2 separate regions of the Oncorhynchus mykiss genome follow, and region 2 is linked to region 1. Evidence: chromatin contacts called from public Hi-C data. All regions are on one chromosome and are shown on one strand. Each heading gives the region's core, a stretch centred on a gene start, on an enhancer-like site or on the middle of the called end of the contact. The rest is flanking DNA. Distances are from core to core; before and after follow the strand shown. Region 1 holds the start of cipca (CLOCK-interacting pacemaker a). Region 2 holds the start of exoc5 (exocyst complex component 5).

Evidence for each region. A called contact is a pair of places that touch in the nucleus more often than the background predicts.
Region 2: a Hi-C map of liver shows a contact between it and region 1, with 4 times the contacts expected there. The contact joins the promoter of exoc5 here to the promoter of cipca in region 1. A contact is called at or near these places in 2 of 3 Hi-C or Micro-C datasets (blood and liver).

The regions. Positions count from the first base shown.
Region 1 is chr25:20,724,657-20,728,528 of USDA_OmykA_1.1, forward strand. It overlaps cipca (CLOCK-interacting pacemaker a), which reads right to left and starts at 1,648. Exons shown (of 4, transcript XM_036962433.1): 1 at 1,454-1,648. pgfb (placenta growth factor) reads right to left here. Exons shown (of 7, transcript XM_021584900.2): 7 at 1,957-3,872.
Region 2 is chr25:20,853,914-20,857,785 of USDA_OmykA_1.1, forward strand. exoc5 (exocyst complex component 5) reads left to right here and starts at 1,725. Exons shown (of 18, transcript XM_021584891.2): 1 at 1,725-1,948. The coding sequence starts at 1,922. ap5m1 (AP-5 complex subunit mu-1) reads right to left here and starts at 1,427. Exons shown (of 8, transcript XM_021584892.2): 1 at 1,099-1,427; 2 at 238-898; 3 at 1-120. The coding sequence starts at 1,166.

The DNA of each region.
Region 1 (3,872 bases), core at 398-2,897:
AGTGAAAATGACTGCAGTTCCTACTGGTTATTATTTTCAGGCTGGTTGTATTGGTGCTAGCTAGGTACCAAGCTAACACTAGCTGCCCTAGTAGTTGCGATTGAACAAATTATGCTTTATTATGAACACAGTATTGTAAAAACATTGTTCGTGGTCTGTGTTTGTTTTTTTGTACAGCTTTGACAGTGACACTATCTTTTTTTGACACGCAAAGACCCAAACGGCGTTCCATAGTATGTCGTGAAGATAACAGCAGTGACGCTATTACTGTGCAACTCTGGTAGGGCAACATCTGAACAATAGCACACTTGGTAGTGTGTACCGGTGACGAAAGCCAACATCCCCAACGACAGAGAAAGGTTGATTGTCAAGGGCAATGAATTCCATTATCTTGGCTTTAATGGATTTTGCCTTTGAGTTGTCTCGCTGAAATGTTCTTACTCTTTCAAATGACTCCTCAAAATGTTGACTGCTCGATCCACACAGCAGACATTGTGTGGGCTAGGTTAGGAATGTGGCGTTATTATGTCATGTACCTACTTTATATAAGATATACATAGTAGCTTTGACATTGATTTCTAACATCGGTCTAGTTTAACAACTAGAAATCGGCTGATACCCATGTTGGCATTTTTAGCTAATATCGGCCGATTCTGATATGTTCACCAATATATCGCGCATCCCTAGTACATATGTATCCCGTACAATATGTTATTATTCCCCAATGCCCCTATTCTGATATCTTCTCTTTGCTTGTTGTAAACATATAAACATGTAGACAAATACATAGACAAACAAACATATTGAATTATAGAACAGTTCTCGACAATAGAGGGAGAAAAAATAGTGAGAAAGACATGAGTGAGAGAAGAGAGCGAGATCAAGTGTATGTGTAAGTCCGTATGTGTAAGCGAGCATGTAATTGAGTAGTATGTGTTCATATCCACCTCATAGTGTTCAGATATTTGTACAGTTCCCGTACTTTTTTTTCGTAACCTGAAGTCCCTTTAGAATTTACTACAGCCATGGTGTTGTAGAGCTCTCTCGGAATAGCTGTCCGTCTATAAAAATAGTTTGTCCCTCTGCTAACAGACACAGCTAATTCGGGGATTTCTAGTGGCACGCACATGAAGAGCGCGAGCGCAGGGGGAAGTTGTATCCATAGTCTCCCCGTTTGGCTTCCGTTTTTTAAAAGCGTTCGAAAATGAGGTGGATATCAATCTCTAAAGTTAGCTACACAGCTAACTGCATTAGCCAGCTGTGTTTGCTAGCTTGTCGTTTACGCTGCGCCCCTTCGCCCGCCATGTCTGGACTGGTTGAACCGAGATTGTTGTTGTCCGGCTCTGCTCAGTCAAAACACGGTGCTGTGTAGGCTACATCGGACTTTGAAAGTGGCGGAGCACTGCCAACAATGCAATCACGAGATCACAAAATCAAATATATCGTTTTGTACCTACTTTAAGTGTTGAGTCCTCTTGAAAATTCGACAACGTAGACGTGTTCACATTCACAACTATTAAACTAAAATAGTTCGCATTGCTTTCGCTTCGATGAAAGACCAAAACTTTTCAATTTAAAACGGATTTCAACACTAGCCTTTGCCGTATAACTGGGCAGCAGGCGTTGCTAAGGAAACTGTGGAGACGTCACTCCCTCTATTTTTTTCAAGCGTTCCTATTGGTGTACAACATTGGCATTGCGACCAGAGCGATGTATTTAGCAAACGTGACCCACGTGATATGGCTTGATCAGAACCAACATTAACATCATATGTGCGATGTGTAATATAATATGTAACTGTCTGTGCCATTATTATCCTGTATACTGTTAGGTATAATCCAAAACAGATTGAACTGTGATCAACATATATCTTTCTCACTCACACGCACGTACACACACCACCCTCTCAACAAATGGTTTCTCACAAAAGTATATTTGAGCCACATAAGACAATGATATATTTCTTTATTAACTGTTGCACACTCTTCACAGATATAATATATCTATATCTATTTACAATATATAATACTCACTCAGATATTTGGGCATATCCTTTATCATATTTGATTACAACATCACAGATTCTATTTTATTTTTTAGATAAAATAGGCATACACTTCTCCAGAACAAATTTGTTCTTAGTCATATTAAAGGACACTGTCTAATAAATACACAACAAGCACAAATGATAAAACAATTCTCTACTCTTAAGCGTGAAATGTAATTCATGGTTCTGTACATCAACCCACTGCTTTATTCAACAGATAATACACAAAAATGCCAATATGAAAGTCATGTTAAAAACAGACCCACCACAGGTGGAGGGCAATGTGATAGTGTACTCGATTAGTGTGTAGATTGTAAAATGACTTGAGGTGAGTGTATGACAGAGGGGAATAGAGAACATTGAAACTCTAAGAGCAGCAACTCATTTTAATATTTGGTTCAGCTGTGAAAGAATCAGAAACACAACGTAGTCTGGAAAAAAACACAATAACGCCGTAAGTCATGAAACAGAAATGACAGCAGTAGCAGCCCTAATAAGCAGTAGAATGACACATTTCCTGAACAAATTCAGTGATATCTGCTAACCAGACGTGTCGACCTCTCAGTAAGCGATGGTCTTGTATTGCTAAAGAATTCAGATGGTTAGTGATTCATTAAGGGCTAGGGTTATAGGCCTATAAATGAAATAGAGAAACAAGGAACACACCTAGTCTGAGGGTCTTGATCACCAAGTTAAAATGTTAACAGAGTTTATATGGTCCAATTAGCCATTTCACAGCAACCAGTCAGTTCAAGTTCCATGATTGTTCATAGCTTAAGTTGGTTTAACTCAGCTCTTTCTAACGCAGCTCCTTAAATTGATACTGGGGTATAGGTCTACTTGCAGTGTAGGTCTACTTGCAGTGTAGGTCTACTTGTAAGGTCTACTTGTAGGTCAACTTGCTTTGGAGTTATTGACTATTATGTTACATGGGCAGTGACTTGTTGTCTGATTTTTTTTTAAACATTAAGATGAAAAATACAATGTGTATGTTACAGTATATTGCATAGCCTACATGTATATTGATTTTGTGGTTATTTTATGATATTTATATTTAATTAAATAAAAGTACACCAACACCTTGTCCTATGAAAAAATTATGATGGACATAACTGTACCTATTATATCAATAATATAATTCTATACCTCATCCTAAACAAATCTCTTTTTAAAAAATTACTCTGAAAATGCCATTTGTAACCACTGGAGGGTGATATTCTACTAGTATAGTCCTGTTGCTGCTGCAGGGGCTCCTGAGCACTTAGTACGCCCAGACTCCACATAAGGCTGAAAACTCACTGACTGTACTAGTCCATAGTCCATGTATGACAGTACAATGTTTAATATCACAACACAAAAAGTTAAATATAACTTATTCCTTTGGGAAAGGAGTTGCTAGTCTACCAATGAACCTGCTTGCCATGAGAGGACCCCAAGTATTTGGTTAGTCGGTTAGTCCTAAAGATTTAATGAAACAACATAGAAAGTTCATGAATGGAACATTTATTAATAAATAGGCCTATTCATGTTAAATGGGATAAGCAGCTAAAACAACCACAGCAATAAAATAAACAACACTAAACAATAATAATCATGTAATTATGCAAAACATCCATCATGATTTTAACTTTAAAACCTTTAAATGTTTGGTCTTCAATTGCACTGCTTCACAAAAATGTCTCTCAGGTCAGTTGTCACCAAGGTATTTTTTTCACCAAGCAACATGTGCTTCCTGTGGAACCTAAGTTGGAAACACTCCCCTACAGCAAGAGGGCCTGTCACCATAACAACCCAGCTGCTTAAGTCTCTAGGTGCATGGAGACAC
Region 2 (3,872 bases), core at 475-2,974, 130 kb after region 1:
CAGAACACTGGCATCCAGTGAAGACACACAAGGGTGGACCAGGACATCCATCAGTGGTGAGCCATTGGGTGGCAGTGTGAGAGTGACCGTCACATTGGGAAGGACCCCTTCCACTTCACACTGATGACACAAAGGGAAAAAGCACAAATGGGTTAGAGAGAATGAGTAGACAGCAGAAGGTAACAAGAAACTTCAGTATTACATTACCATAGACATAGACAGCATCACTGTGCTCACCTTGCAAGTCACTGTGCCATAGACATCCCAGAGGTCCTGCCTGTTTCGGTTTCCATACTGCATGGAGCGCACCATCTCCGTTAGAGCTACATTCACCACAGCCCGACCACGGTGCACCCCTGTTTTCCAGGCTGGCTGTTTCTGGGTCCCTGCAGGAGTGGGCATTGCTGATGCCGATGAGGCCCCTGGCTGAGGGATGTCCAGTGGGGTCCCGAGGGGGCAGATCTGCAGGAGGATAGAGGGCATCATGGCCAGGCGAGATGTCAGCCCCTCTCTGTCAGGCTTACTCCCAGACCCACAGAGGAAAGCCTGCAGGCCCGCCAACAGTGTGAGGCCCTGGGAGACAGAGAACAAGCTTGCCAGAGGAGGCCGGGGATCAGCGGGGGCATCCACCACGGCCAGACAGGCCAGGATCAGAGGCCCCTGGGAGATGACCAACATTGGCCAAAGTACCCCTCCACTGGGGCCTTCTACATGGAGCTCCAAGGCTGGTGAGCGCTGCTGGTGGAGACAGTCATCTCGTAGAGCCATGTAGGGTTTGTCAGAGTCAGAGAGGCCCAGCTCAGTGAGTAGGAGCTGGAGCACAGTGCCATCCTCTGGGACAGACACATACAATGAGCCGGCCATACACTTAGCACGCTGCTCCACAGTTGGGTATCGCCTGTGTGAGAAGCCAACACTTTTACCAACTATGCACATAGCCAAAACAGCAATACGGGACAGGTGTGAATTAAAACACACGCACACACACACACACACACACACACACACACACACACACACACACAGACAGACAGATATACACACACACACGATGACATTACATTTTACACAAACAATGGAAGGAAAAACATTACAAACCTGGAAAAGCGCACTGCTACAGACTCTCCCCTCTCGTAAGATATAATCCACAATGCCCTCACACTCATTTTGTCCAGAACAAAATGCCTGTGATTGACAGGCTATGCATACATATGATAACCACGTTTCTTCTGGGATAGATCTATAAGGGAAATCTTAAAGTAGTCCAACAAAGGGGGACATAACATTTTGCCTCATTTTAAACTTGCACGACTGAGTTTTCATCGATATTCTGTTCTGTTTTCGTTGCAAAATTAACTTCCTATTTTTACAATCATGTGACAGCCTGAACCAATCAGGATACTTTTGCGCATGTGTGTTTACGCAGTGTACCTTCCGGGGTGTCACTAGTTACCACAGCCACAAAGTCAAACATGATTTTTTTTTTTAATTCTACATTTTGGTATTAATTTAAGGTTAGGCATAAGTTTTGCAGTGTGGTTAAGGTTAGGTTTAAAATCAGATTTTGATAAGATAAATTGTATGCGGGGTTTAGTCATAATATTGGACACGCTCGACATTGCAGCCGACTTTAAATGCGAGTCGAGACTGACTGATTTACAAATTCCCTTGCATCCTAAATAACTGCTCAATATTATTGATCGATTAGTCAGTCAGTCACAATTAACCCATGATACACCACGGTTTTGACGCTCTCGAATACGGCCTAAGGCTATGGAAACTAGTGACGACCCGGAAGTAGAGCTATTAAACGTATCAACAAAGGGCAAAACATAAATCCAGTTGATCAATCAGTCGGCTGTCATACCCGAATGTTAGTTTGCCTAAACTGCAATTTGTACATTGCAGATATAAGTAGAACATGGCAACGACTCCTCAACTATTTGAGGTAAAATAAACTGTATGGCCTAGCTGACTGCTAACTTTAGTGGTAGCTTAATAGCTAGCTAGGAGGATAAGTATGAGCTAGCCAACCCCCTGTTTAAACGTTAGATGAGTAGCGTTAGTTGAAATGTGAAATGTCTTAATTTAGGCTAACTAGCTAGCCAGATATAGCTATAAGGATTGGAAATTGTGCCTCAGCTAGGAAGTTGCCTTGCCAGCAGATCCGACCCGCTTGCTTACAGCTGCACTAGGGTCGGATAGGCTTCCTCTGTATGTTAAGACACCACTGAGCCAGCGCGAGGTAAGGCTCGGAAAACGTACTTCAAAACAGGGATGAGAAATGCGGTGTACTCCGAATTGTCCCAACATCCCAACTGTTATACCGAAAAAATTCGGGAGTACAACGCATTTCCCAGGATTGAGGTAAGTTTTCCGAGCCATATCTCGCGCCGGCTCCGTGGTGTCTTAACCAACACAGGAATCCTATCCGAACCCAGGCCTAGCGCAGCTGTAAGCAAGCGGATCAGATCTGCTGGTTAGGAAGTTGCCCTGCTGTCCATTAGCTAGCTACGTTACCATTTGCTAGCTATTTTGCACTGACAGCTAGCTAACAAAGCTAGTTACTGTAGTGTTTACCCAGGCAGATGTTGACGATGTGATCATTTGTCAATCAGTATGTAAGTTGACTAGAGGGTTATACTACAAAGTAGGTTCAGTGAGTTAGCCAGCTAACTTGATAAACAACCAGAAATAACCGATTTTTGTTGGTTAATTAAGAAAGCTAAACTCATGTTTTAAAATGCTGAGCCCATTTCAAGTTATTTTAGAGCATTTAGACAAGTTAGCTGGTTAACTCATTGAACCTGATTTGTAGTATACCCCCCAGCTCTACCTTAACGATTTGTGATTGTTACCAAAGTTACCTCTAGCTTGGGGGGCAAAGTGTATCCATCCCACTGGGCACTTCAATCTGGCCCGCAAGACGTATTACATTTTATTATATATTATTTATTTTTTGTAAACATTTTTTATCCCCAATTTCATGGTATCCAATTGGTAGGTACAGTCTTGTCCCATCGCTGCAACTCCCATAGGGATTTGGCCCAGCCCGCCACAGGAGTCGCTAGACAAGGAAATCTCGGCCTGTCAAACCTTCTCCTAACCCGGATGATGCTGGGCCAATTGTGCGCCGCCTTATGGGTCTCCCAGTGGGATTGAACCCGGGTCTGTAGTGACGCCTTCAACCGCTGCGCCACTCGGGAGGGCTCCGCAAATTGATTGCATCCCTCCGTTGAATTTCAAAATCCCGATGTGTTCCTCGAGCCAAAACGTTTGCCCACCCCTGCTCTAGGTCTTATGTTATTGCCTAAGTTACTGGTTTACAGTAGCATTGGCTATGTAGCTTGTTACCTAGCCAATGTTACGCCCCTAGATATCAGTGTTGGGGAGTAGTGAACTAGCTACATTGTTCATTTAATGACATTTTGCAATAGCTTGGTGGTGGTTGAACTAAATTCAAATCTTGGTAGTTAATTACTTTTTTTTGCCATGTTTTGGTGTAGCTAACTACTGTAACTGCACGCTACGTTTTTGCAAAAAGAAAAGATGGGTGAGGGAAAGAATTTCCTTTATTTTTTGGCATCAAACCTAGCTAATTCTCACTTGAAACACGCTGTGTGCCTAATTCTAACTTTGTGTTAAATAGGCTAAATCATACATTTTGTTAACATCTGACTATAGGGATCTGTTCTTGCAATTTGTTGTATATGACATTTCAGATTTAATGTTATTTTTTTCACAAAGTAGTTTGGAAGAAGTTAACTAAAGTTACTTAGAAAAAAAAGTTAAGTAAACTATATTCTTCTTAAGGGTAGCTTAACTTCAGTGTGAAGTAAATGGTAGCTTGGTAAACTGTGCAGCTGTCTAAG